7 separate regions of the Mus musculus genome follow, and regions 1, 3, 4, 5, 6 and 7 are each linked to region 2. A link is a contact called in public Hi-C and HiChIP or PLAC-seq data. All regions are on one chromosome and are shown on one strand. Each heading gives the region's core, a stretch centred on a gene start, on an enhancer-like site or on the middle of the called end of the contact. The rest is flanking DNA. Distances are from core to core; before and after follow the strand shown.

What was found. Hi-C and Micro-C count contacts between places; a contact is called where the count stands out from the background. HiChIP or PLAC-seq counts read pairs in DNA pulled down with a chosen protein or histone mark.
Region 1: a contact with region 2 is called in a Hi-C map of B cells, with 22 read pairs. The contact joins the enhancer-like site here to the promoter of Hexb in region 2. A contact is called at or near these places in 2 of 39 promoter capture datasets (cranial neural crest and second pharyngeal arch cranial neural crest), 5 of 15 datasets of contacts at CTCF or cohesin (the NIH/3T3 cell line, embryonic stem cells and stem cell-derived epiblast-like cells), 15 of 484 Hi-C or Micro-C datasets (B cells, the C2C12 cell line, CD4 T cells and 9 more), 35 of 115 datasets of contacts at active chromatin or transcription factors (DN3 thymocytes, bone marrow-derived dendritic cells, bone marrow-derived macrophages and 20 more) and 3 of 9 other capture datasets (adipose tissue, liver and macrophages).
Region 3: an H3K27ac HiChIP or PLAC-seq map of extraembryonic endoderm stem cells shows a contact between it and region 2, with 9 times the contacts expected there. The contact joins the enhancer-like site here to the promoter of Hexb in region 2. A contact is called at or near these places in 1 of 39 promoter capture datasets (cranial neural crest), 1 of 484 Hi-C or Micro-C datasets (bone marrow-derived macrophages), 27 of 115 datasets of contacts at active chromatin or transcription factors (T-cell acute lymphoblastic leukemia, bone marrow-derived dendritic cells, bone marrow-derived macrophages and 15 more) and 2 of 9 other capture datasets (adipose tissue and embryonic stem cells).
Region 4: a FOXA1 HiChIP or PLAC-seq map of pancreatic cancer cells shows a contact between it and region 2. The contact joins the enhancer-like site here to the promoter of Hexb in region 2. A contact is called at or near these places in 11 of 115 datasets of contacts at active chromatin or transcription factors (bone marrow-derived macrophages, craniofacial prominence, embryonic basal ganglia and 8 more) and 1 of 9 other capture datasets (liver).
Region 5: a contact with region 2 is called in an H3K4me3 HiChIP or PLAC-seq map of bone marrow-derived macrophages, with 5 times the contacts expected there. The contact joins the enhancer-like site here to the promoter of Hexb in region 2. A contact is called at or near these places in 1 of 484 Hi-C or Micro-C datasets (bone marrow-derived macrophages), 4 of 115 datasets of contacts at active chromatin or transcription factors (bone marrow-derived macrophages, embryonic midbrain, kidney and 1 more) and 2 of 9 other capture datasets (adipose tissue and embryonic stem cells).
Region 6: an H3K4me3 HiChIP or PLAC-seq map of stem cell-derived neural progenitor cells shows a contact between it and region 2, with 10 times the contacts expected there. The contact joins the enhancer-like site here to the promoter of Hexb in region 2. A contact is called at or near these places in 2 of 39 promoter capture datasets (neural stem cells and second pharyngeal arch cranial neural crest), 1 of 15 datasets of contacts at CTCF or cohesin (the NIH/3T3 cell line), 1 of 484 Hi-C or Micro-C datasets (bone marrow-derived macrophages), 9 of 115 datasets of contacts at active chromatin or transcription factors (bone marrow-derived macrophages, craniofacial prominence, embryonic basal ganglia and 5 more) and 1 of 9 other capture datasets (embryonic stem cells).
Region 7: an H3K27ac HiChIP or PLAC-seq map of embryonic stem cells shows a contact between it and region 2, with 15 times the contacts expected there. The contact joins the enhancer-like site here to the promoter of Hexb in region 2. A contact is called at or near these places in 1 of 39 promoter capture datasets (embryonic stem cells), 1 of 15 datasets of contacts at CTCF or cohesin (the NIH/3T3 cell line), 1 of 484 Hi-C or Micro-C datasets (bone marrow-derived macrophages), 6 of 115 datasets of contacts at active chromatin or transcription factors (acute myeloid leukemia, embryonic stem cells, kidney and 2 more) and 3 of 9 other capture datasets (adipose tissue, embryonic stem cells and liver).

The regions. Positions count from the first base shown.
Region 1 is chr13:97,939,811-97,943,458 of GRCm38.p6, reverse strand. Arhgef28 (Rho guanine nucleotide exchange factor (GEF) 28) reads left to right here. Exons shown (of 36, transcript NM_012026.2): 30 at 875-1,006. Among named protein-coding and RNA genes, the nearest start is that of Gm34388, 48 kb to the right of the region's middle. Within about 2 kb of position 2,163, at least 63 of the 459 cell types and tissues checked have an H3K27ac peak or open chromatin away from gene starts, as enhancers often do. A contact at or near this core is called in B cells, the C2C12 cell line, adipose tissue and 3 more, where this site is marked.
Region 2 is chr13:97,195,955-97,199,737 of GRCm38.p6, reverse strand. It overlaps Hexb (hexosaminidase B), which reads left to right and starts at 1,381. Exons shown (of 14, transcript NM_010422.2): 1 at 1,381-1,712. The coding sequence starts at 1,477.
Region 3 is chr13:97,964,762-97,968,618 of GRCm38.p6, reverse strand. It overlaps Arhgef28 (Rho guanine nucleotide exchange factor (GEF) 28), which reads left to right. Exons shown (of 36, transcript NM_012026.2): 19 at 1,187-1,331; 20 at 1,411-1,532; 21 at 3,071-3,211. Among named protein-coding and RNA genes, the nearest start is that of Gm34388, 73 kb to the right of the region's middle. Within about 2 kb of position 1,973, at least 8 of the 459 cell types and tissues checked have an H3K27ac peak or open chromatin away from gene starts, as enhancers often do. A contact at or near this core is called in extraembryonic endoderm stem cells, where this site is marked.
Region 4 is chr13:98,000,158-98,003,704 of GRCm38.p6, reverse strand. The region is part of intron 9 of Arhgef28 (Rho guanine nucleotide exchange factor (GEF) 28); the gene reads left to right. Among named protein-coding and RNA genes, the nearest start is that of Gm34388, 110 kb to the right of the region's middle. Within about 2 kb of position 1,329, at least 53 of the 459 cell types and tissues checked have an H3K27ac peak or open chromatin away from gene starts, as enhancers often do. A contact at or near this core is called in pancreatic cancer cells, where this site is marked.
Region 5 is chr13:97,867,677-97,871,594 of GRCm38.p6, reverse strand. The region is part of intron 3 of Gm34388 (a long non-coding RNA gene); the gene reads left to right. Among named protein-coding and RNA genes, the nearest start is that of Gm34388, 24 kb to the left of the region's middle. Within about 2 kb of position 2,199, at least 16 of the 459 cell types and tissues checked have an H3K27ac peak or open chromatin away from gene starts, as enhancers often do. A contact at or near this core is called in bone marrow-derived macrophages, where this site is marked.
Region 6 is chr13:97,909,329-97,912,930 of GRCm38.p6, reverse strand. All of the region lies in intron 35 of Arhgef28 (Rho guanine nucleotide exchange factor (GEF) 28), which reads left to right. Among named protein-coding and RNA genes, the nearest start is that of Gm34388, 17 kb to the right of the region's middle. Within about 2 kb of position 1,715, at least 62 of the 459 cell types and tissues checked have an H3K27ac peak or open chromatin away from gene starts, as enhancers often do. A contact at or near this core is called in craniofacial prominence, forebrain and stem cell-derived neural progenitor cells, where this site is marked.
Region 7 is chr13:97,844,035-97,847,830 of GRCm38.p6, reverse strand. No RefSeq gene overlaps it. Among named protein-coding and RNA genes, the nearest start is that of Gm41031, 20 kb to the right of the region's middle. Within about 2 kb of position 2,425, at least 6 of the 459 cell types and tissues checked have an H3K27ac peak or open chromatin away from gene starts, as enhancers often do. A contact at or near this core is called in embryonic stem cells, where this site is marked.

The DNA.
Region 1 (3,648 bases), core at 914-3,413, 740 kb before region 2:
AAATCCTAATACCCAATAGTGCATGTGTCTTAATAGAATTACAGGAAGGTTTCCAGGATACTAGTTGACTAAAAGTTACATTTGAAATATTTTATACAATAGATTTTTAAAAAATATGTTAAATTCTCTATGCAAAAGGGTGCTGCTATCAGCTGCTGTAGACTGCGGGGTTGCGTGATTTTTCTGTAAGTGGCCAGCTGTTACGTATTTTCATTTTTTTTCAGATCACAGCCTTTTGGGGGATATAGGTTTATGTGTTCATGAACATGTGTTTATACAACTATTAGAACCAGGAAGGCAGACTGGGGACGTAGTACAGTGAGTACAATTCTTGCTGAAGATGTATGGGGCCTTGGGCATCAATTATTGTGTCATAGAAACCAGTCATGGTGGCATACTCCTGGAATCCCAGCACTTGCGAGGTAAAGGCAGGAGGGTCAAGAGTTCAGGGTTACCCTTAGGTAACCCTTAGGGTGTTTGAGCCCAGCGTCGTCTACCGCAAGCTCTTTTAGGGGGAAAAATAAAGAAAAGTAAAACCAAATTGTAGTTCCCTGGGTTGTATAATAACAGTTGCTGATCAAATGTGATTTAACAACTCTTGGTTGATCACAACATCCAATCTTTGTGTTGCAACAAATTGTGATCTACAAAGTTCCTGCTCAAGAGCCACGTGGCAGAGTTTCAATCCGATTCATTAATTCACAAAACAAACTCATAACATTTTAAGTAAGTTTACAGTTTTGCATTGAGTTTTAGTCATTACCGCCTGGGGCCCATGCAGCCCACCTGTTGCAGGTTGGACACACCTGGTAAACTACACTATCTCTCTGTATATTTATGGCTTAGATTTAGTTTTGCTTTTCCTCCTTCCTAGCCGAGAGTCTGCAAGTGGCTGTGAAGGCTTCAAAGATGGGCGATGTAAGCCAGTCATCCGAAGAAAGCCCTGGAGGGACTGTCCTGATGGACACACCCAGTACACAGGATGTACCAGCGTCACCAACTGCTTGTAAGTGACGACAGCACAGGCCTTGGCCACGAGCCTGCGCACAGCCTCTAGTGCATATAGTGGTCACATAAAACAAAAGCAGTAACTACCTGATTTCAGGGGAACTTAATGTAATTTTTTTGTAACTAGAAAAAAAAAACCTTGAGAATAATCATGCTGGTCATAAAGAGATATTATATGTGACAATGGCACTTGTATTTCAAGGACAAAGACTTAACATTGGTAGGCTGTACTGTTCTGTCCTTCGGCTAAGCCTCCCCTCCCCCCATGGCATGCAGGTGCACGTGTGAGCGTGAGGTTTGGTGGCATCATTATAGACACGATTGCCAAACAGGAACCCAAGACCTCGGACATGCCAGGCGAGCAGCCTACCACTGAGCCTCACCCTCAGCCCTCCCAGGGACTCTTCTTCATGTTGGAATATACTCTCTGTTTTGAGCAGATCTCAGTTTATGATCCTCCTGCCTTAGAAGCACTGAACTCACAGGTGTACACCATCACACTCAGCTGTCAATGTATTTTAAAAATAATAAGGTAGAGAATAAGCTTAGCAATGTCTCAGAGCCCAATTATGCTGTTTTTATGTAGAGTTTTAAGCTAAATACGGAATTCCAAAAAAGGGTTCTAAGAGCATAAAGAGACTATTTTTCATGTGAGGATGGTACAAACCTTACTTGGAAAGAGAATGTCTGCACGAGCTGCTTTTTTTTACCCTCCCCCCCCCCAATGGTCCCATGTGGCTTTCACGTTGGCCTTAAATTTCCTCTTGTAGTTGAGAATGAGCTTTGAATTCTTGAATTTCTGATTCTCCCAAGTTCGAGGATTATAAGTGTGCGCTACCACAGGCATGCTGTTTTAGACTTTCTTGTAACAAATCCCTTGGTTCAGTAGAATGCCTAGGGGCAGTATAACTTTTTAGTTCTATTCTTTTTTTTTTTTTTTTTTGGTTTTTGTTTTATTACAAGCACCCAAAATTATTTTCCCCTCCCAAATTCTGCTTTATTTAACCCTGGCTTTCTATTTTCAGAATGTGCACATATGTTTTTCATTTCGACCGGCCAGATTCATCAAGGGAGTTGTACTGCTCTGGGTGATTTCCTTTAGAAGAGCCACATTATGCCATTGAGGAAGTGCTCTCTAAAAATACTGAGGGTTTGCCGCCATCAGCCCCGCCCCAGGGACAGCTGGGAGGCTCCTCTGTGCCCTGCAGCTGTTTGGAGCCCTCCCCAGGTCCTCTCCTCCCTTCAGGCAGGCCAGTGAGGGTTCTCCCTGTCCGAATCCTACAGAATCTACACCCATTTGCTAGACCTAGAACAGCCTGCCCTGCCGTTAGGATCAGGCATGGGGTGAACCTGTATGCCAGAAGCCATCCTTTTTGGCTTGGCTTGGATTACGGTGCTCTGAGAGTTTGGTCTCTTTATACAGTTGTTAAGGGCAGAAGAGGATCCCTCAAAGAAGGACCAGAGTAGCTTTGCAGTGGGCTTCAGGGAGGGCCTTTGTGAAGCGAGCCCCTGTCGGTCTGAGGTTACAAGCTCATGAGTACACTTACCAAAGGAGACTATTATACTCTACTGTCCAGAATGGTCAGTCCAGTGGAGACCCTGTTGCCCACCCTGAAGCTATGCCTGAGGGTGCAGAAACTTCTGGAAACTCCCCTTCTACCTCTGCTCGGCCCCATCTTAGCTTCCTCCAACGTTTAACTGTTAATGTGAGGAAGTGGGCAAGAGGAACAGACTGGCTCCTGGTTTGGAGATGGCTTGACTGTCTCTTTAGGCGTTAGGAAAAGTTGCTATAAATTGTCCCTCCAACATCCTTGCCTAAGAAGTGCTCGCTTGCACCGGGTGACCTTGGCTTTTCACTGGGTTCATTCGAAGTGGTTCCCACTCACAGAAAACTCTGGCTTAGAAGAGGCTTTCTGGAATCCTGGGCAGCTGCTGTTTCCTAATGGTGATACATGTGATTTTTAAAATTTAAACAAAGAGAAAGGGGCAGCCCCTTGTTAGAAATAAAGATGCGTGATGATACCATATTTTTAAAAGAAGTTTATAAACATCACAAAATGAGTATTTTGGTCAGGATCCTGGTCAGATATTGCTCCAATGAAGTTGGGGGTGGGGTGGGGTGGAGCAGCCTTGAGAAGCCTGGTTTAAGTCAGGAAAAGGTGAACATAGCCTAAGTTTTAACTGAAATCCATAAAGCAATGATGAAATCCTGCCGACCGAGGTTTCACCGGTAAAGGTAAATTTGTATTTGGTACTTAACATCTCTGGATGTGTTTTCCTAGGTCAAATGTATTTACAGTGTTAAAGCTTAAGTGGGAAGTGTGAGCAAAGCTGGAAATGAGGAGAAACTGAGGCAGGCTCTCAGTTTTTATGACTCTGAGACCATAAAGTGTTAGCTGCCTCCAGCCTTCTTAGATCAGTGCCCTCTGGACCTGCGTTCTAAACCTTGTCCATCAGCTGCTGCTCTTGTACTGGCCTCGAGGGAGCCTTTTATGGACCTGGGTCTGCCAAGAGACCTTGCTGTAATTCCACTGGGCACCTGTTTTAAATTACTTCTTTCCCAGGCAGCTTTGTCCTATTAAATGAAAGCGAGATGTAGACTCGGTACCACAAACAGCCCATGGACACATGAGCCCAAGA
Region 2 (3,783 bases), core at 132-2,631:
ACAACCCAATTTTTGAACTACTTAGCAGTCTTCTTTTTTTTTAAAAAAATTTTTTTTTCCTGTGTGTGTATTAGTCAGGGTTCTTTAGAGTCACAGAACTTATAGAATGTCTCCAAATATTAAGGGAATTTACTGTGATGACTTACAGCCTGTAGTCCAACTAACCCAACAATGGTCAGCTGTGAATAGGAAGTCCAAGAGTCTAGTAGCTGCTCAGGCCCACGAGGCTCATTGTTTCAGCTGGTCTTCTGCAGAAGTAGGTTCTAACAGATGTGTTGGCAACTAAGTGCAAGCAGGCGAAGAATGAATCCTCCTTCTTCCAAAGTCCTTATGTAGGCCTCAGCAGAAGGTGTGGCCCAGATTATAAGGTAAATACCAACAGGCTTGGATCTGGGACTTGCTTTGTTCCAGGCTGACCTTGAACTCAAAGCTCTCCTTGCCTCATTCTCCTGGGATTAAAGGTGTGTCCTACCTAGCCTGGGCCTAAGCTTTTCATGGCCACTATGTCTCAAGATCTCTGTGTCAAGATCTAGGTCAGAATCTTGTGTCTCCCAGCCTCAAGATCTGGATCACAGGTGAGCCCTCTAATTCTAGATTGTAGTTCATTCCAGATATAGACAAGATGACAACCGGGAATAGCCCCCACAATGTGTATGGGTGTTTTATCTGTATGTACATCTGTGTACCACATGCGTGCCTGGTAACCTCAGAGGCCAGAAGGGTGAAGTATTCCCTGGGACTGGAGTTATTGGCAGTTGTGAGCCACCAAGTGGGTGCTGGAAATTGACCCCCCCCCCCGGTTCTTTTTGAGAACAGAGTTCTTAACTGCTGAGCCATCTCTCCAGCAATCTTCTAGCATCTATTTACTTACTAAGTTGCCTTCCTGTGATTAGACATACTGTAATCTCTGATTACACATATGCACGTTCGCCCTAGCTAATCGTTATAAAGGTCCTTGGAAAACTATACATCGACATTAATCTCCACTACAGAAATATTCTCTTTGTATCACTTTAATATTTATGTAGTCCATCGCGTCTATCCCAAGTTTTAAATGCTCCCCCTATCTATTTTTTTTTCCATGCATAAATTTTAACCTCCCATTACTTCCAAAGTCAACTCCTGGGAATTCTGACTCGGGAGGTTTTATCAATCAGAGTCCACCACCGTCAGATTTAGTGACAAAAACACTACCTGAAGAGTGGAGGAAGAGACAGGTCTTGCCTGTCAGTGGGCTGCACAAACAAGTTCCTCAGGCGTGACAGGCGTGAGCCACACCCCAGCATCCCGGCTAGAGCGCGACCGCCTCTGCACCGAGCCTGCCCCCAATTTCCGGGCCAATCCCCTCTCGGAGGCGGAGCCCGGGCGGGGAGCTCGGTCATCTGACTTGGTGACCCGGGCACGGATGCTTTCTTCCCAGCGACCCAGACTGGAAGGTTGGTCCAAAGACTGCCTAGCCAGACTCGCGGAGCAGTCATGCCGCAGTCCCCGCGTAGCGCCCCCGGGCTGCTGCTGCTGCAGGCGCTGGTGTCGCTAGTGTCGCTGGCCCTAGTGGCCCCGGCCCGACTGCAACCTGCGCTATGGCCCTTCCCGCGCTCGGTGCAGATGTTCCCGCGGCTGTTGTACATCTCCGCGGAGGACTTCAGCATCGACCACAGTCCCAATTCCACAGCGGGCCCTTCCTGCTCGCTGCTACAGGAGGCGTTTCGGCGGTGAGCAGCCCCACCCAGCGGGGAGGGGACCTTGGGCACAGAGAAGGATCGCCGGGCTACTTGGGTCTCACAGGACTGGAAGACAGCATGACTAGCCAGTCTAACTTAGGTCCAAACTTTGCAGACTGAAGCCCAAGACTTGACCTGTTCATGCTTCTTCTTTCGCGCCCTAGGTGCTCAGGGACCCTACTTAGGATGGGTTCCGAATAACAACGGCCGGGCGTGGTGGCGCACGCCTTTAATCCCAGCACTCGGGAGGCAGAGGCAGGTGGATTTCTGAGTTCGAGGCCAACCTGGTCTACAGAGTGAGTTCCAGGACAGCCAGGGCTATACAGAGAAACCCTGTCTCCAAAAACCAAAACAAAACAGAATAACAATGGAACCCGTGACTCTGCTGGAGTCAGTTTGTTGGGCCTCAGATGGGCAGTTGAGATGACTCCAAAGATAGGGAGGGAACAAGGTCCTAGCCTGCAGAGTGAACCTCCTCTGAGTGCATCCTTAGATACGGATCTTTTAAGGGCCCTAGGTATCCCCAGTGTCGCTTTCAGCTCCGTATGTGGCAACAATTCAGATATCTTTAGTCTCTTCAGTTTTTTTTTCGTTAAGTGTATATGACTGCATGAATTTATGTGTACCGCATGTGTGGAGATACCTGCAGATGCCCAGGGCATGAAATTTTGGAGTGAGCCCCTAATGCGGGTGCTGAGAGCCGAACCTGGGTCCTCTGTAAGAGAGTAAGAGTTCTAAACCTCTGAGCTCTGGGGTGGTAGTCAGGGGAATGGGGGAAACCTTAAGTTGAAACTTTATAGGAGACCTCCCCCTTCCGAGCTATGTTCCATACCTAATAATGTTAGGTATTCAAATGTTAGTCTTTCCAAATGGCCTTTCAAGTGGCTCTTAAGTAACATCTGCTTTTCTTCTTGTTTTCCCAACACTTGGCAGTAGTTGCTCTGTCTTCCTCTCTAATAGGTTTCCTAAAAACCCTTGCCTCATTTAGCACTTAACTGTCAAGCCGGGCATTCTCTGGGCACAGAGTGCCAGCCATAGGTAGGCACCCTTGCCAAGAACAGGGGCTGTGCTAACCTTATTGGTTGCAGGGTAGATTGTATTTGGGACGGTATTTGAATGGGATCCCCCCTCTGCCCTCTCGATTTGAGACCTGGGCGGAAGGGTCTGCCCCCTGGGAACTGTAATTTGGTGCTAGCTGTGTCGCCTGCTTTCACTTCTTCTCTGTGTCTGGTGCATATAGCTATAACTTGATTTTGCCTGCAGGACACCAAACAGCTGACCAGGGAATGCAAAACAAAGTTAAGGGTGGGTGTTTTAGGCTCTTTGCTGTGGAAGGTTCAGTGGAAGAGGCCCTGATGCAGCAGAAACAGCGGGGGTTCTCTGCCACAGAAAGGCTAATGCTTTGCTTATAATTTGCACAACTAAGAGGGTACTGTCACCCTATTTTGGAGGCCTGCTCTAAAAAGCCTTTGGAGTTGAATTGCTAATGGGCTGGAATGCTTTGTGGCCCACAGGTAGAGCGAAAAATGTACAACTAAAGTGCCTGGTAGTATTGGGGTATCCCGGATTGTAGCCCAGCTACTGGACTGAATAACGTCTGAAAAGCGGCTTGCTTGATTTAGAGCTGGCGGTCAGGCTGGATTTTCCTTTTGCCTTGCTTGAGCAGGCGAGTTACTTGTTAATGGATACAAAGTGACAAAGGCTTGAGTCAGCTAGGAGGTAGTTTGAAAACAGGCTTGCCATCTCACAATAAGACCTGGTCATTGTCACCTGGAGGATTTGTCCAACTAATGTGTGGCCAGTGTGGGAAGTAGCTAGTAATCGCACCTGGCGTTGTTTGGAAGCTGGTTGGGTTTTTCTGTTTGTTTGTTTGTTTTTCGAGACAGGGTTTCTCTGTGTAGCCCTGGCTGTCCTGGAACTCACTCTGTAGACCAGGCTGGCCTTGAACTCAGAAATCCACCTGCCTCTGCCTCCCAAGTGCTGGGATTAAAGGCGTGCGCCACCAACTGAAGCTGGTTGAATGCATTTGGCTGAGCATTCTAGGAGTGACTCTGGCAAGCAT
Region 3 (3,857 bases), core at 724-3,223, 770 kb before region 2:
TACCTTTGACACTTCCCGGTGTCACCCACAGGAGCCAGTCACGCTAATATATCCTCAGTTTGAAAAACACTTCCTTTATCGTGAGAGACTTTGTCATTTCTTCTGTTATCTTGTATTTCTTCAGTTGCTTTGCATGCTGAGTTGCAGGTATTTTAAGTGCCTGGTCACTTTTAAGTTCCACGCTGTATCAAAATATAACTGACATCTTGAAAACCACTTTGGTGGTGACAATTAAGTGTGCTAAGTCATGGTGATATGCTATAGGGTGTGTTGTTATGCTAGTTGGTTTGAGCTCTCTTGCCACTCAGCCCCTTGCTTTGGCCCTAAACATCTTTTGAAATCACTTCTGAGATGCTTCTTATTGTCGTGAGGTTAAACGGGTGACTAAAACGGAAGCTTAGAATTTAGACATTTCCACGTCATCTATTCCTCCTCTTTATGTGAAATTCATGAGACTAAAGCAGAGATATATTCCCTTGTTACATCCTGGAACCTTTGTAAACATTCTCCCTGTGTGTCCAGATGGTATACTCGATAGCTACACTGTGTACTCCATAGCTACACTGTGTACTCCATAGCTACACTGTGTACTCCATAGCTATAATCCAAAGGGGCTGAAGCATCCTGAGTTGTTTATAGCTCAAACCAAATGTAAATGTATCGATGCCCTCTTGTTGTCAGTATATGAGAGAGAAGGGCCAGGCTGGGCTTTGGGCTTTGTTGCCTGAGAGTCCTGCTCCATAAGGAGTAGACTCCCCACCATCATTCCTTTCCCCTGAGCTGCTCTCTGGGTGGACATCCTTGTTTACACACTCCATATGCATTTTTGTCAGCAGAACTAATAACACCTTGCGTCTACTTAAAGCTGGCTTGGAGGAGTACACGCGGTGGTTTATGGGAAAGCTGGCCTTTGCTTCCCCATTCCATTCACCTGTTTGCTTGGGTCACCCCAGACATCCACAGTCTCCAAGGAAGGTGTGGAAGTAGCCCTGCAGCATGGGTGTTGGAAGGGTGAGAAAAGGAAGGGACATCTGAAAAATGCCAGGAAATGGCCAACAGACCGGTTTCTAGACTGGGCCACACCACTGTAGAAGTGGCTGCTTGAGGGTTTACCTGTCTGGACATCTCTGACTTTCTTTGCTTGTAAATGCTGCGCTAGCACATGGAGTGTCTACTGTAATTCCAGGCTCTTCAGTCAGAGACGTCCCAGCACCTGGGCTCTCCTTGCACCCTTCTTCCTCTATGCCCATCGGACTGCCAGCTGGAAGGAAGGAATTTGCGGCTCAGGTGCATCCACTGTCCAGAAGTGTCCCCGGCACCACTTTGGAAAGGTGAGGCTCTGCATGCTGCTTCACTTTTGTGGTCCTGGATGGTGGCTGGGGCTAACTAGTGTCCCCCTACTTCTCCCAGCTTCAGGAGGGCAGTGACATCGTTAGAGTCTGAGGGTGACAGCTGGAGAAGCAGGTCTCATTCCGATGAGCTGTTCCAGTCTATGGGCTCTTCTCCTTCCACGGAGTCATTCATGATGGAAGGTGAGATGTTTGTATGATCCTCGGTCTCTATGAGCATTTAGCTGACAGAGGTATTCTGCACAAGAAATAAGATGTATTACTTTATTCTTTTCCTTATGTTTATGTATGTGTGTGGTATACACATGTGTATATGCATGTTAACATGTGTGAGTGTATACATGTGTGGATAAGAGAACATGTGGAGGCCTGGCACCGATGTTGGGTGTTTGTTTGTTTTTTTAATCACTCTCGGTGTTATTGATTGAGGCAGGATCATCGATTCTGGATAAATCCAGGCAGCTAGCTTATCCTTGGGCATCGCCTATCTCTGCCTCCCAGGTCCTGGGATTACAGGAGGCCACCATGCCCGGCTGGCTTTTGCTTGGTTTCCGGAGGATCTAAACTCTGGTCCTCACCCTTACATACCAAACGCTTTACCTATAAGGCAACCTTTCAGCTTCCTGTTGTTCTTTTAGAAGTCGTATGGCATCTACTTGACGTAGAGTCTCCTTTTCTTAACGATCTCAGAAATACCTGAATGTGGGAAAGTGATTTGTTAGGAAGGTTAAGGGATGGGGAAAGCGAGGAGAGGGGGCTGAGGATGTCTTTTATACACGTGTGAAGTGTCAAAGACAAATTCAGTAAAAGTTGTTAGAAAGGACAACCTAGTCTCGAGGGACACGATCAGGAGTGAGATTATCAGCAGCACGTTCCTAAGAGGTGGATAGAGTTAAAAGAATGAACTGCACTGTGCCATTATCATTGGAAACATTCCGCAGCTATTGAGAGACTGGAGCAGACTCCTCAAGTACATATTTAATTAAGATCTCGGAGAGATGTGATCTGGGCCCCACCCCTTTGCCTGCTACTTCTGGGAAGTAAAGCATTTTGGAGTGTATTTTGTAGGGTGTAGCTTCTGGCTCTTTAAAGCCTATTGTCATCTCATACTTACAACCACCAGCTGGGACCTCTAAGGAGGATTGTTTGGGGCAAGCAGGCTTTAGTTTTCCTGAGAGGTTTATTTGTGTGTGTGTGTGTGTGTGTGTGTGTGTGTGTGTGTGTGTGTGTGTAGTTCTTTTCCTGAAAGGTGTTTGTGTACATGTGTTTAGCTCTTTCTCAAACGTTTGTACTCATGGGACTCAAGCCTAGCACTGTGCTTTCTGTTTTGCCAAGTCCTGGGTAATATCAAGCGGACAAGTCCAAATTCAGATCTGAGTAAACTGTAGAACATAACCCAGGCAAAAGAAATGGGTGAAGTCAGGACTCTGTAAGCATTGCATGGACTCTGAAGGTCACCAAGGAAAACGCCAGTAGAGTGAGCCCAAACAAACCAAGGCATCTCCAGTAATCCCACAGCCTCCCCGTGCAGTTCCTGTTGGAGACCGCTCTTCTTTGCTCTCCCGGCAGTTGTCTTTCTGGTTTTCAGATGATTCGGGTCCGTACTGTATCGTTCTCGCTGGGGCCTTTCTGTGCTTTTAGCAGGTTTGAGCCTGAAACCCTGGTACTTGAAGATCTCTTCATGATGTGTGCTTTACAGACTTCCGGCCTTTCTTTTCTAGATGTTGTGGATTCTTCTCTGTGGATCGACCTCAGTAGTGATGCTCAGGAGTTTGAAGCAGAGTCTTGGAGTCTCGTGGTGGACCCTTCCTTTTGCAGTAGGCAGGAGAAGGATGTCATCAAAAGACAAGATGTCATTTTTGGTGAGCATTTCAAATATGCCCCTGCAGCTGAAGCAGCGGGCTGTGGGGGAAACACATGGACAGTGTCACTGTCTGGACCTGGGTTCGGGCCGGGTTTTATCATTTTCCAGCTTTTTGATCTCAGACAAACTATGCAACTCCTCCGGACATGGACCTTCTGTTTCCCTGTAGCAGGAATTAGTTAACCCGCTCTGTGCGAGTCACATGCTTTCAGCCCCTTGCTGGAATCCTGAATTAGTTAACCTGCTCTGAGCTCCCAGTGGGCATGCGCAAGTCTCTGCCTGTCCAGGAGCCCTCTGGATTCTCTCGTACACACACACACACACACACACACACACACACACACACACACACACGCTCAAAGGATAGGCATTCCTAATCCCCCTCCCCACCCCCAGCTAGCATGCATTCTCCTCTCCAACTTTCCTGAGTCAACTTGCTAAATCAACATCTCATCTCTACTACCCCAGACCCAATGGGGGAGTGGCCACTAGGACCCTTCCACCCCTCCCCCCAATTCTTACATGGCTGGTTGCTTCCTTTCCTGCAGCTCTTACATCTGATTCTTCTCTCTTCAAATTCTCTCCCTCTCTCCAAACTATCCCTCCCTCCCTCCCTCCCTCCCTCCCTCCCTCCCTCCCTCCCT
Region 4 (3,547 bases), core at 80-2,579, 800 kb before region 2:
CTTTTTCTTCCTTTCCCTGTTCCTTCATTTGCAACTTTGCCTGATGTTCCTGTATTTCTCTAGAAGAGAGTAAATACTTGATTATCTGTTCATTTTTTGAGGCAGAATCTCACTGGGTAGCCCAAACAGGCTTTACACTCAACAATCCTCCTGCCTCAGCCTCTTGAATGCTAGGACTACAGCCTTCTGCCACTATGACCATCTCTGGATGTTTTAAGTAAAGGGATTAAACAGTACAGAGGAAGCACACAGGGTCTGTGTTGTTCTGCGTGCTCTGTTTACTGATCAGACTCAACCAGAAAGCTACCTCGATCCAGAGGAGTGAAATTAATTTTTCCCCCTCTGGAGTGTGGTAGATGCCACAGGGCAAAATGCAAAAACTCAGGAGGGCAGGCGGGCTTGTTGGCCTGCAGAGACTTGGCGTTGATGGCAGTGGATTGGTCTTGAGGATGCTTGCAAAGGTCAGAGAGGCAGAGGCCTGGGCTGGACTGGCATGTTATTCAATTAGCAGGTTCATGGTGAATATTGGGGAAAAAGTTGGAATGGGTGGGAGAAAGAAGAAAGTGTCGGGGCAGAGCAAGACACAGCTGAGACACAGCCAAAGAAGCTTCCAGAAGCAGAAAACAAAAACATTTCAGCCCCGGAAACGAGTGTTCTCTTCATTGTTCCTTGTACAAGTGTATTTTCTTGAGGTGAAATTATTCCTTATTTCCACAATTATGGATTGTGTATTGATTATGGCCCGCCCTACTTCTCTGCCCTGGGGACAAAGTGAGTAAAACATACAAAGTCACTTTTCTTACAGGACTTACGTTCTTAACTGATGATAAATGATCACGTATAATAAGCAAATATAACTGGTGTAAGAGAGAGTGAGGTAGCGAGGGCGTGTGAATGACCTGGACAAACACTGCTGTGGGTTCCAGTGGAGGCTACAAGAGCTGTCTGTCCCCTGAGGGCCACTGTTGACAATAGTGGTCACTGTTTCATAGGCTGCTTCATGCTGAACTCTGAAGCCAGGCTTACCTGAGGTGCTATGGCTAATTATTCTTAATAAATCCTGCTATGCTGGTATTGTCCTATGGTAAGACAAAGCACACTGCAGGAACTAAAAAAGGAAGGAGGGAGGGAGGGAGGGAAGGAAGGAAGGAAGGAAGGAAGGAAGAAAGGGAGGGAGGGAGGGAGGAAAGAGACTAATTTGCCAGACTGTGGCAAGAACTTCTGGACTGCAAGCCCTGCCTAGCCCTTGTGGTAAGAACTAGGCAGGGAGTGGGTGAGGGCCTTCGAGGCAGCAGCTTTGCAGCAAGCTGGCCACAGGTTTGTTTATGTCTGGGTGTGTGTCTCTTACATAACCAGGCAAGTAGGCTACACTTTCCTTTAGCTACTGGGCCTGGCCTTCCCGAAGGCCAGCTGGGTTTCATCAGAAGTCAGCTTCCTGACATCCAGGCTGCTGTGTGTTGCCAACCACTTCCTGCTAGATTTGTGGCACCTTTCAGAGAAGCAAGACACTTCAGCCACCTCCACTGCCACATCCCTCTTGGTGCCAAAGGGCCCTCTTTCCAGAACAAACAAAACAAAACAAAACAATGTCCCTTGCAATCGCCTGTTGCTAGAGCATCTAGCATAGCAAGGGGCTGCTGATGGGAACCTGTGGGTTAGGCTTCCCGGTGGAGCTACCCAGTAGTGAGGATGATAACTGAAGGAAACCTGGGGATCCCCTGAGAAGCTGCTGATCCGGCAGGCACCCCAGGAAAAAGCTGGCCCACATCCACCCTGTCTTGTCATGTCCTCTCATCCTGAGCCACCCCTGCTGTTCTGGGAAAGCGCCGCCATATCTGACTGATCGGTCTTTTCCGCTCCGCAGCTATAATCCCTCAGATTTAGAAGGTTTTCTGCTCTTGAATCACATGAGAGAAATCCTATTGTGACCGCGATTAAAGTAGCATTTGTACATGGTTTTTATGTAGCATACGCAGTGTTTGGTGTGTTCCAGCTGCCGTGGGGTTTGTTGCTGTTTTGTTTTGCTTTTTGTGAGACAGGGCCTCGTGTAGCCCAGGCTGACCTTAACCTCACTGTGTAGCCAAGGGTGACCTTGAACCCCTGATCCTCTGCCTTACGAACTCCACCTCCTAAGTGCTGGGATTACAGGGTCACGTTTAAACGTGTAAAGCTATAGTTAGGATGGGATTGTTTGTTTTTGTGTGTGTGTATATGTGCATGCATATGTGTGTGCGTTTAAATCAGAGGACAACTTTGTGGAGTCAGTTCTCTTCTACTTGATACGGATCCCGGGAGGGATCCTCAGCAGGCTTGCCCTTTAGCCCACTGGAGAGACTGACACAGTGGGTCATCCTTGGGGTGACAAGCGATGACAAGGTCTGGGAGCAGCTGTCTTGGAGGTGGCTAGCTTCATGCTAGGTCGCACCAAGCCACTCACACCGAGCCGTGCATGCCTAGCTATACTCTGAGGTAACTTTGGTACTTTCTCTGCTGCCTGTGGCGAGCAGTCCGGCAGATGTCGTTTAAGGGAGGGAGATCTTGTGGGAGATTCATGGGAGGGAAGGTTGGTAGGAGAGGCTAGGTCTGTGTGGATGGGAACTTGTAGCTATGACTGTCACACGGGGACAACTTGTACTGCCTGTCAGTATGTGCCAGCTGGGCCCCATGGCCTCCTGGGAGAGTGCTCCAGGTGAGGACTAAGTGCTCAAATACAGAGCTCAGAGGGCACATTTCACAGTCAAGCTGTAATAACTAGGCATTTCTTTTACAACTTGCTCTGCATGTTGCTGTGCGTGTGCGTGTGCGTGTGTGTGTGCGTGTGTGTGTGTGTGTGTGTGTGTGTGCATGCGCATGTGTGCACATATGTCCATGTGTGTGTATATGTGTTCATGCTGTAGAAGCCAGAGTACAGCCTCGGTGTCCTTCTTCAAGTGCTGGCCACCTCAGAATTGAAACAATACAATAAATTCCCAGTAGAGTTAATTATGCCAGGTCTCTCCTTGCCATGGGCCTCACTGAGTGGCTTGGCTGGCTGTTTAGCAAGCTCTAGGGATGTGGTCACCTCCCCAGGACTGGGGTGACAGGCATGTGTTACCATGCACGGCTCTTTTTCCTTCCGGACATGGGTTCTGGGATTTGAACTCTGATCCTACTGCTGAATTAGTAAGTCATGTCCTGACCGAGCTCTCTGACCTGATGATCGGGCTCTACTGATCTGTCCATCGTTAGAAAGAAAAGGTTAGTTGCATGTGTTACATCTTCATAGCTTCTTGGGTCCCTTGGAGTCTCCACGCATTTGACAGAGGCATGCCTCTCAGGCTTCAATGCTTGCATGGGTAACTACACTTGGGATTTATTGTATTGCTTCAATCCTGAGGGGGAGAAAAGCCTCTCCATTCATTTCTACTCTTGTCAGGGAAGACTGGCTTTCTGTTTATACTGGGGATAAGGTATTTCTGTCAACATAACATCATGTAAAGGGAGGAGAAGTGTGCGAATCTTATGGGGATTCTAAAAATCAACCACGGAGATGTGTCACTATGGCTCA
Region 5 (3,918 bases), core at 950-3,449, 670 kb before region 2:
CACGGCCTCCATGGGGGTCACATGTCAGATATTGCTAATATTACTGATTATGATTAGTAGCAAAATAACAGTTATGAAGTAGCAAGGAAATACTTTTATGGTTGGAGGTCACCATGGCATGAGGAACTGTGTTAAGGGTCACAGCGTATGGAGGGTTGAGAATCACTGATGCAGGAGGATGAGGACCTGGCAGTGAGTACCAAGAGGGCGCCAGTGTTCAGGATCCTCCTTGTGGGATGAAGGTCCCTCCTCCAGCATACGTGAGGAATCGCTGTAGTCAGTGTATAGAAACAAAGACCAGGGAAATCTTTGACAGTATACATAAGTTCAGCATTCTGTCCAAGTCCATACAAAAATGGATCTGAGGATCCCTGTCCAGCTGGTCTTAAAGATAGTGGGAAGTGGTTATAAACCTCAAAAACTTTAGAAAATTTGCTTCTATAATTTCTTTAGACTCAGAAAAATTAGTTACCACCAACTCTGATTTCATGTCCTGACCAGCTAGAAAAGTGAGAAAATAAAATGAACTTTAGAATGCTATTATGAAAACCAGACCCATTACAGTCAGGTGTGGGAGTGGCTCACCATTCAGGCCTTGTGACCAGGTTAGAAAATGAGGGCCACAGATAGCATTTGGCAATGACACACTGACTAGATGTCAAGCCAGTCCCGTCAAAAAGCTGATTTATCTATGAATGTGGTATAAACTTCCTGAAGACAAAGTGTTTGGCCTGCCCTAGCCTCTGCATACACCAAAGTCACAGCAGCCCGAGCCGGCCTGGGAACCATCACAGCACCATTACAATCACACCAGTGACAAACTAAGTCTTCACTGAGGTCACGCCATGCCTGAGTTCATGGGAGAGCCCTGTGTACATTGTCTTACGCAGTTCTCACAATCTCACTGTGCCGTGGGCATTATTATTTGTATTTTTCAGATAATTCAAATGACTTTCTCACGTCACAACTGATAAGAGGCAAGGCCAAAGACAGTCATGGGCCACCGTGACCTTTTACCAGTTCTGATGTTCTCCCATCATTAAGCTGGGTGATGCCCGGAGCCATTCAAGCCTCTCAGATGTAACTCCTGTCTTAAAGCCAGGGTGGCATGTGACATCTCATGCCCACGTGGACTGAATAGAAGTGTGTCTGCTAAAGGTACTCACTGTAACAAGACTCAGTATTTCAACAACCCCCCCCCAGGTTCAGACCTTCTGCATTTTTGCATGTTTTCTTATTCATTCGGAGGGGGTATCCAGGCTGCCAGGCTGGCATGCACATCAGCCCGTGGCGTGAAGTATCCTTCTGTCTAAGACAGAGTGGAATGTCTCCAAGCCCTCTCCAGCATGAGCTCCACACGGTGCCACAGCATTTGCCCTTGCTTTGCCGTGAGCAGTCAGTCACCCTGGCCAAACCAAGATGTTCAAGTTAGACCGGAGTGCTGCCCATAAGATAAGAGATCACTATCAGAATCCATCAAAGGTTCTTCCCACCCCCTTCTTCAATCCCACTCTAGAATTGATTCATCTTCGGTTTCAAGATAGGGAGAGGTGGGAGGCAAGAGGAAATTTATAGGCCTGCTTCCCAGGGCGATTGCCAGTGTTTGGTTATAAATATTTTCAAGAGGGATAAAAGCAATCAGTCTGTTTCTGAGAGCCCTGTGCACACTGCCCCAGTAGCAGAGAAATGGAGCCAAGAAGGGAGTGTGGGCAGACCAGTCTTATTCTACAGCCACTGTGTGCTATGGGAAGTGGAGGGAAGAAGGGATCCAGAGAGGGAGAGAAGGCTGCTGTTTGAAAGTACAGAGCACCCTGACACCCACTCTCCCTAAGTATGTGTGTTCTGTTCCTGCCATGCCATCGGTAGACAATAGCTTCTTTCCATTTCCTCTTCATCACCCCAAAGCAGGGAGCTAGCTACAAAGGGAAGGACATGCTGAGATCCCACGAAGTACTTTTATTGAAACCCAGCTCTCCAGAGAGAGATTGAGGAAGTGACTTAAGCAACCTTATTACAAAATAAAAATGTATCCTCTGACTTCATGACAGGAAATTCAAGAGAGAAAAGCTCATAAAAATGTACACGCGCACGCGGGCGCGCGCGAGCGCGCACACACACACACACACACACACACACAGAGAGAGAGAGAGAGAGAGAGAGAGAGAGAGTAAGCAGAGTTCAAAAGGACCGGAAGAAAGAAGACACAATAAATCATTATGTGCAGAACAGGCAAACACAGCATGAGGCTCAGAAAGGAGTTTTAAAACCCCCAGGAGTAATTTTGTCTTTTTAGGAATATTGTGCGCTCTAGTCTGAAAATTCTAATTAGAATAGATTCATCAAGCTATGGAAAATAGCTGAAATTCCTTGTTGTTCGCACCATGGTTTGCAAGAACCTCCCTGACTTCACACCACTGACAGTGCTGAGGGCATCCGGCAATGCTTCTAGAAAGCTCTCAGGTGTCCGCGCTTTGTTTGCATGGCACGTGGATATCATCACTTAGCAGCTGCTAAGAAGAGCTGCTCATTAGCGAAACTAGTCAGGAAACAAACATGACTTCACAGAGCCCTCCTTCCAGACTCACTTTCCACTGACCCCTTCGCCCCAGATGGATTGAATAGCATGTTCAATTAAAGGGCACAGGAAGGGCTCAGCTCTGTGGTAGGAAACATTTTCCCTACCCCACCTCTGCTTAGCTCTGCCATCAACCATTGATAGCTAATCTTTTAATAAATCATTTGGGATTTTAGAACTCAGGATTCTGTGGAATTTTTTTCCCCTCCAGAATACCTACCTCTTATATGTTCACATGCATTGTCTTGGGGCTTCCACTACAGAGTGGTCTGAGAAAGGCATAAATGGTCTATCAATGTGGCTCAAAGCAAGGCTTTTATCTGAGGACCCATTCATTTTCCAGCCATCATTTTCCCACTCTGGGCTAGTCTTTCTTCTTTGGGCACAACTGCTCGCTCCCTGTGAAGACTGAAGGCCAAGGGTAAACTCAAGAGCCAGGCCTCTGCTTGCTCAGCTGTTGAAGATGGAAGGTGGACCTGTGGTGCACCTGTGGTCGTGGGAAAAACATAGAGCTTGTGTCTCTTGCTGTGTGAGTTGGGTATAGGCAGGGAAAAGGGTGAGGTGAGACAGTAGATTGGAGTGGGAGATGGGGAGGCTGCAGGGAGGGCATCAAGGTTTCGTTTGTGGAAGGAGATGGCCAAAGAAGCCTCATAATGCATATAAAGATGACAACTCTTGGCTTCATATGGTCTCGTATTCTACATATGGTCTAGTCTTACTATTCCTAACCTCTGGGAATCCCAGTGCAGCTCCGCCCAAAACATGTTCACAGACATACAGTTCTCTGGCGATACCCATCCTATTTAGACATGGGAACCATGCCGTGTATAAACAGCTCAAATCTTAAAGTGCACAGGGAACAGGTACAGTATCTGAGCCAGGCTTCAGTATTTAAGTGGCCCAGTTTCTCTCTTAAGCTTTTTAGGATGCACAAGGCCACATGAAAATCAAGGTCGGAAGCAACCTTATTCCTCCAGGTGTTTTTGAGTCAGAAAGATCCCAATTTAGAAACAAAAAGCCATCACCTCGATTAAAGTACCCACTCTCCTAATAAGCCACTAAGCCACCACTGCTCTGTTTGGCCAGTGCATGTACATTTTGTTGAGACACACACATTCAAAGTCCAGGATATTGTCTAGGAAACTTGAGCCTGCAGCCTTTGCAGAAGCAGCCATCACTGCCTAATTCCTTCCAGAGGAATAGAAGCCCAGGCTCCAGGCAGCAGCGTAGTCCCCAGAGGAGACATCATCATTGATTTTCCATGTGGCTCTGCACTCCGTGCTCGCTCGTGTGCGTTTTGAATGCTATCTTACGTTCTTTTCATGTCCCTTCTTTTACTGTGC
Region 6 (3,602 bases), core at 466-2,965, 710 kb before region 2:
ACTGTACACTTCACTGGACTGACCTTCCATGAAAGGCTGTTGACACCATGGTGAACATTTGAGGTTCAGTTCAGACGCCTTCTTCTCCCCCGAAACCTGTCCTGGCCACCACATCAGGAACCTATTCTGTTCTAGAGAGTTTTTGATGCTATGCATCAGAGTGGTGTTCATTAGCCACTGAGCAGGATGGCCCACCTATTGAACTTAGCTGCATTTCTGCCTTGTTATTCTACAAGGGGACCGGCAACTCCATGGCCACAAGCTTGAAGGTCTTCAGCACAGCAGCAGGGAATGTCAGTCCTGAAGGGAGTACCCGAGGCTACCAAACATGACTGAAGGGAGTACCCGAGACTACCAAACATGACTGAAGGGAGTACCCGAGGCTACCAAACATGACTGAAGGGAGTACCCGAGGCTACCAAACATGACTGAAGGGAGTACCCGAGGCTACCAAACATGACTTCTGCTCTTGTCTTTCACTAATAAGGAGTAAAATCATCTGGCCAGATGGGTGTTGTTTCTTGAATAGAATTGTTTGTCAAAGAAACAGATCTGTGTCAAAAGAGGAACTTACTAGACAACCTTGGTCATCTTTATCACCTAGATAAGCAAAGGCTGCTAGGTGGCTTTCCTTCAGCTCTGGTCTGGGGTCACAGGTCAGGAAATACAAATATCAACAGGTACATAGCTCCATTTTCTGTGCTTATTTACAAGACAGCCTTAAGTCAGCTCTCTTGAGAGAGATGTTTCCAAAGAGATAATCATTTTCATTCATATTCATATTCTCTCTCTCTCTTTCTTCCCTCATCCCCATGTGAAGTTTAATCTTTAACTTCACAGTAGTTCTGCTTCGTTCCCCACAGTGTTGGGATTACAGGTATGCCCCACAACACCTGGCTTGCTTTTGATTGCTGTTTCAATCATTTAAAAGAAAAAAAAATCTTAATGTTTCCCTCTTTCCTATAAACTTCCTACTTTTGTAATTATGTAATTCCTAAAGTATTTTCATTTTAATGTTTAAAAATGTAGTAATCTTTGCTATGATAACAAGCTTGGAGAGAACCAAGGTATGAGACCTTGTTCAAACCATACACACTTGCTGTGTATTACAATTACACCGTGCTTTTTAAATTATAATCTTTTTGAGAGACATAAACTCAAGGCTGTAATTAGAAGTGATACTTCAGGATTTGGCTTCTTAGCAAATGTCATTTTAAACAAATGAGAATTACCAAGTTAATGTTTCTCATTAAAAACTATGGAGCAAAAAACAAAACAAAACCCTATATTGCACAATAGAAAGCCAATTTTTCAAAAAAGGATGGGCCTGCAAATTCTTCAACATCCGTCATTTTGTAATTAATCAAGAGGGGAAAACCCTCATTCATAGGCACTGAAAACAAAGAATTGGATTTCATTTTTAAAAATCTGGTAATAGCATAATTACGAAGTAGCAGGTAGAACTAATTAGCATGGGTGTGTTTGACTAAATTGCTTGCCTTCTTCTGGATTAAAGGGAAAGGCCAAGTCTGGGATGCTGGAGAGTTTTAGCAGCTGCTTTCCCCTCTACTGAACCAGCAAGCAGTAAACGCAGCATTAAAATTCCTAGGTTGACTTCCTGCCTTATTCAGCTGGCAGAGGAATGATTCTTCTCTCAGCAAAATGAGAAGCGTAACTCTTTCAGCGTGGGTAGTGTCAAGCTGCTGGCGGTTTCCAGACCGCCTGCTCTGTTGTTGTTGTGCTTAGAAACTCCCAGGAGCCGCAGAAAGATCCGGTACCATGCGGATACCGCCTGTAGCTGTGTGGTACTTCATCCTTGACTTCTCTTTCCCTCCTCCCAGTCATGCCAGGGTTTGACTGCTCTGTGTTATTTAGGATGAACACACCCCTTGTCTACCTGGATATGTCACAAACGGTTTCAAACAGACCCAAAATTAACAGAGGAGTGTAGGAATTCCTCACATACCATCACCACATTTCGGCTCGCCATGTTTCATTCAGATTCCCACCTCCGTCAATTCTGTATTTAAAGTAAATTGTAAACATTTCCATACGTATATATTAAGCCCTGAACATTTCAATAAATGTCTCTACTAGATAAGGCACTTTAAAAAAATACATTTTATTTTATTCGCCTAGTGATGGTTATTTGCACATATGATTGCTGCAAATAAAATATACCGTAGAACTATTTTCAATTTATAACAAATGCTTTAAGTGTGGATTAAATAAGTTTAACATAGTGTCTTTAAGATGCACATTCATACCTCAGAGTAACTTCTGAAAACCAAATATAAACACCAGTTACAAAATCTAATCTAGAATTGCTTCATATAGCTTGAACAATTAAAATACAGCATCACAGGCCTTTATATTTCAGATATTCACCACACGATCTTCCCCTAAAGGAATCTCTGATGTCAATGTTTTTTTTAACACCATCACCACACCTAGGGGAAAAAAATTGACAGGAATTCCATATCAATGTGTGACAGCTGTACGATTAATTTTCCAGTAGTTTCACAAATATCATGTGTGCGTTTTTCCAGTTATTAAAAATAAGCTACTGAGGTAAACACTACTTTGCAACAGCAGGTTCCTTCCTGTGTGTTTAATGCATTCATTACTATAGAAGGTTTAGTCATGAGGACCGGAAATGTAGAGAATGGAAAGGCTAGCCACGCGGTGAGCGCTTAGCACCGGTTGGCCACGTTTGCTTCAGGTCGCTGCGTTTTCTTCCCAGGGAATGGTGACTTACAAAGAAGGCTGTTTGTCCTCCTGTGACTCTCAGTTTCTTCTTCAGAGCTGACTAACACCCGAGCTATTGTGAATATCATCTCTACATGCTGTTTTCACTCTCTTCCCTAGGCAGGGATGTGCATCCATATCCCATATGTCAAACACATTTTTTTTTTTTTTATTCTTGTAAGTAAACATTTCAGAATCAGTTCCATAGTTAGGATTCCTTACAATGTTTTCGAACCTGTTTGTGTGACTATTACATACAGGTCTTTCTATAGCCGGCTTTTCTGCTTCAGTGTATGCATTTATGCATGTGTGTGATACATACTCTTCCAACCTATGAAGGCCAGTGCATTCCTTGCCTTATGCAAGAGGAAGCTGCATAGTTCTTATGCTTTTCCATTACAAATTATGACCAGTAAGCACTCAGGCCTTGTGCACATGAATGAGAATTTATTTAGAATATAACATTCAGGAGTGGAAAGGGGTCCTTAGCTTTGCAGGACTGTTTTTGGTTTGTTTTGGTTTGTTTTCTAAGGCTGTGTAGTGAACCATTGCTACTGGTGCCTTCGACTCCTGGTACGTCTGGTCCTCTTCAGGGCTTAGCATCATTAGGATACTGTGGTTCTGCAGGCATAACACATAAATAACACTGGGGGGATGTTCTTTCCATGTTTGATCATCACTGAGAGATGGTACCCTTGCATGGTCAGTAGCTTTTCACGTTCTACCTCCTGAGACTTCAGTGTTTATGCCATTGCTGCTTTTTAACTCCTATGTTCTAGAATTCCTAAAGATCCACTCTTAGGAATTCCTTTCAAACTGACTCACTACAGTTTCTCAGAGAAATAGCTTTCAAA
Region 7 (3,796 bases), core at 1,176-3,675, 650 kb before region 2:
TGTGATGGAGTTCAAAGTGCTTGCAGGAACTGCCTAATTAGACCACATTATGTTAGTGAGTCTGAGTGATGTGCTGCCGTATGATTAGCCCCATTTGACAGGGAAGGAATGCTGGGAACCTTGAGCATGGGAAAGCTGTAGGAGCTGCGAATCTGCCCCAAGACCTCATTCAAGCTGCTTGGCAGGGCCTTCCTTGCCTGTCCTTATTTCACCCCTCCCGCCAAGGCTACTTCCTGAGGCCTCACCTTTCTGCAAACTTTCTTTCCCTAACAATGCGTATGTTGTATGTCATTACTCTCAGCCTGATTCGCGTCATTGTTTTCTAGGTAGGTGTTTGGGGGACACTTTGATTGATGACCAGTTAGTATTTCAATTATCTTTTGCCCTTCAGGTAGGGGATGAAAGCTCCTTACGCCAAGGACTTGTGTTCTGCACTTCCTGTTTATCCCAAATTGCGCTTGCATAAGACAGATGCATCAGGGCAGGGGTGGACATGGCTTTCATTTCATAAAATGTTAGATGGATCTTTCCTGATCATTTAGATGGCACCATCAATGATTAATAATTCACACCCAGAATGTGATCCTGGAAGGGACACCAGTCAACAATCACCATGGTAACTGATCACCTACGGCATTCTGTTATGTTGTATGGAAGATGCCAAAAAGGGCAAAATCCTGTTTCAAGAACCTCCAGTCTCCTGGCCTGGGTAGTAAAAGGATGCTCTTACAAAATACCAAGTACTGGGTTGCTTATGAACCACAGACATTTATTCATACAGTTCTAGAGGCTGGGAAACCTAAGACAAAGAGATCAACAAAGTTGGTGTCTAGTGAGGGCAGAATTCTCATAGATTGAATCTTCTTTTGTGGTGTGAGGTGCTAATGCGATCCTACAAATTTCTCTTAGGACAATAATTCTACTAGTGAGGGTAGGATATATCACCTTCCAAGAGGCACAAATCTCAATTCTGTTGAATAGAAAATCAATGTCAACAAATGGATTTTGAGGTGGAACAGTACTCAGACCATAGCACTCATAGAAGAGAGAAGGGCACAGGGTGGAGTGGTGGGAGGCATGGGACCTGCAGCAGAGGAATGTGGCTTGGAGTCTCTGGCCTGCCACTCATGGGTGGCCTTGAGCAGATGGTTTTAGTTCTCCAATATTCAGATTTTTTTTTTAAAATCTAAATGTTGATAGTGTAGAGGTTATAGGTGACATGATATCTACAAAAGCACTTAGCACAACAGCTCATACGGAGCCAAGGATTAATAAATAGATTTTTGAACATTATTATTATGAGGCTTAGCAATTCTAAAACAACAAAGCAAAGGACGTTTACAGAAGTTCAAAGAATGGTTGGTAAATGTCATGAAGGGGAGATCTGCAATTGGCATGGAAAGACAGCTGAGGATCACGGTTCTGAGAAGTCAGAAGGTTGGAGGAAGTCTAGGGAGGACAAGAACCAAGCTCAGGGGACAGGCAGGGACACCAGGCTGGGCAGGCTGATGTGAAAGATTTCCTGGAATAATGCTGACAGTCATAAGGAAAGCGTGAACAAGGCTCCTACTGTGGAGAGGGCGAGTGCTCTCTTCAGTAATAGGATGAGACAAGAAAGGATGCTTTAAAAATTAGTAACCAACGTTCTAAGACAAATTGCAAAATAAGTGCAAGCAATCAGAGGCCACAGGTCAGCATTGCTGCAGATGGGCCCGCTGATATGCCCCTGGTGGAAGGCAGCTTGGCTTTCCGGAGAGCACTTTGATTGCAATTGATAACAATCATTAATTTCTCTTCAAAGTACTGATCCTGGAGCACATTCATTTATAATCAAAGAGGCATAAAGAATTATGTGCATTAAACAACCCCAAACACTTGGATACAACTCAAATGTTCACTGATGATGGAATTCTGGAATATTCTAAGCACCAATACGCCCATATTGTGGGTTTTTTTTTTCAGCATTTCAATATACTGAGGTAAATTTACATGGCTGATGTGGTACTATATGTAAAAGAAGTTGGTTGGTGAGAAGTTGAGAGTTGGCAAAAGTTGTAACAGTAAATTTGAGAACTCTATGTGTGTTTCCTAATGCACAGCAAAAGATCAGGAAGAAGACAAATCTAACTTTTCATGGTTGTCTCTGGAAAGAGGGAAATGGGGAGGAAGGTGTTCATACCTGGTAGGAAATAGGCCCAAACCATGAATAAAATATTTTCAAAGGAGACATTCAAATTATTAGAAGGAAAAAAAAAAAAAAAAGACCCACCAGTTAAAAGAAATGGAAACACATAACACATACAAATTTTTTACTTGCTAGACTGAATAGATTTTTCTTTTAAACAAAGACAGCGATGCCTGTATTGGGTCGAAGTTAGTACTTGTTAGCACAGTCTGGAGGAGGGTGTTTTAAGGAACAATTTGCAGCAAGCATCACACCCTGCCTCAGCAAATTTACTCTCAGGAATATCTCCTAAGGAAATGTGCCAGCTTAGTCCTCTCTCACCCACTTCAACGGTGCTTACAGTGGGAAAACAATACAATACAGAAGAACCCCAAAGAAACCAAAGTAGCAGCCCAAACCCACAAGCAAACGCCCAGCCCTGCTCTAGAAGTCTGTTTGAAAGGATGGTAGAGGCACACACAGATGCCAAGCAGCCATTCAGAAGGGTGGGGTGCTCCGCTTACTGACCTGGAAGCACACCAGCAAACGCATTCGAGGAGAAAGATACTGGAGAACAACCACAACGAACGCTCTGTTTTGAAGATACCTGTGTAGATAAGAGGAGTTCTGGGAGCTTGACCGCCAAGTGATGTGTCTAGGTTCCTTCATTCTGCTCGCTTTTATTTGCTCAGTCTTCTAGATCAAACACGGGTCACTAGGAGAAATAAACTGAATGCTCTAAAATGTTGAGAGAATTCATCGTAGGAGCAATAGACGAAGGTTACTTCCAGTTTTGCCATGATCCGGAGAGAGTGAAGATGACTTAGATCCACTCAGGGTGTCTATGTCTCACTGCGTATTAGAAGCATCTAGGCTGGCACCAAAATACAGAGGAGACCTTTCTGGGCAGGGTGTTTGTTGGTGCTGGTCTATTGTATCTGCTGGCACGTGGCAGATACACTGAACACTGGTAACCAGACATGGGCTCAGCACTCTAGGGACCAGAGTGGACTGTGGAGAGAAAGCTGTTTGGGGTTCAGATTGTGTTTCAAGAGTGAGATTTCTAAAAACAAACAAAAAATGAGAACAGTTTAACATTCTGTCCTACTTACCATGAACTCAAAACCTGACATACCCTGTAATCATCTGAAAAAGAGTCTCAGTTGAGTAACCATCTTTTATCAGATTCGTCTGTGGGCCTGTCTGTGAGGGATTGTCCTGAGTGTCTTAATTGACAGAGGGGGGCGCCCACCCACTGTGAGTCATCGTGGTCTTTCCCCTCCACGGTGGTCCAGCCAGGGCTGTGTAAGAAAGCTGGTCAAGAATGAGCCAGGATGTCAGACAACAGGTAGTGTTTCTCCATTTTTTTCTGATCTAGATTCTTGCCTTGAGTTCCTGTTCTAACTTCCTTGGTGATGACCTATGTCCTCTCCTCTCCAAGTCACTTCTGCTCGGAGTATTCTATCACAGCAATAGAAAGGAAACTAAATACAGTCCCATGGAGTTGACTTTGGTGAGCTTTCCTTCAGCATGTATAGCTCTCAAGCCCAAAGTGCTTCGCTGAGCAGGAGAATGATGGCGTCTGTGGCTACATTGCTCAAATGGAGGCACTTCTAGCATATTCTGAATGCT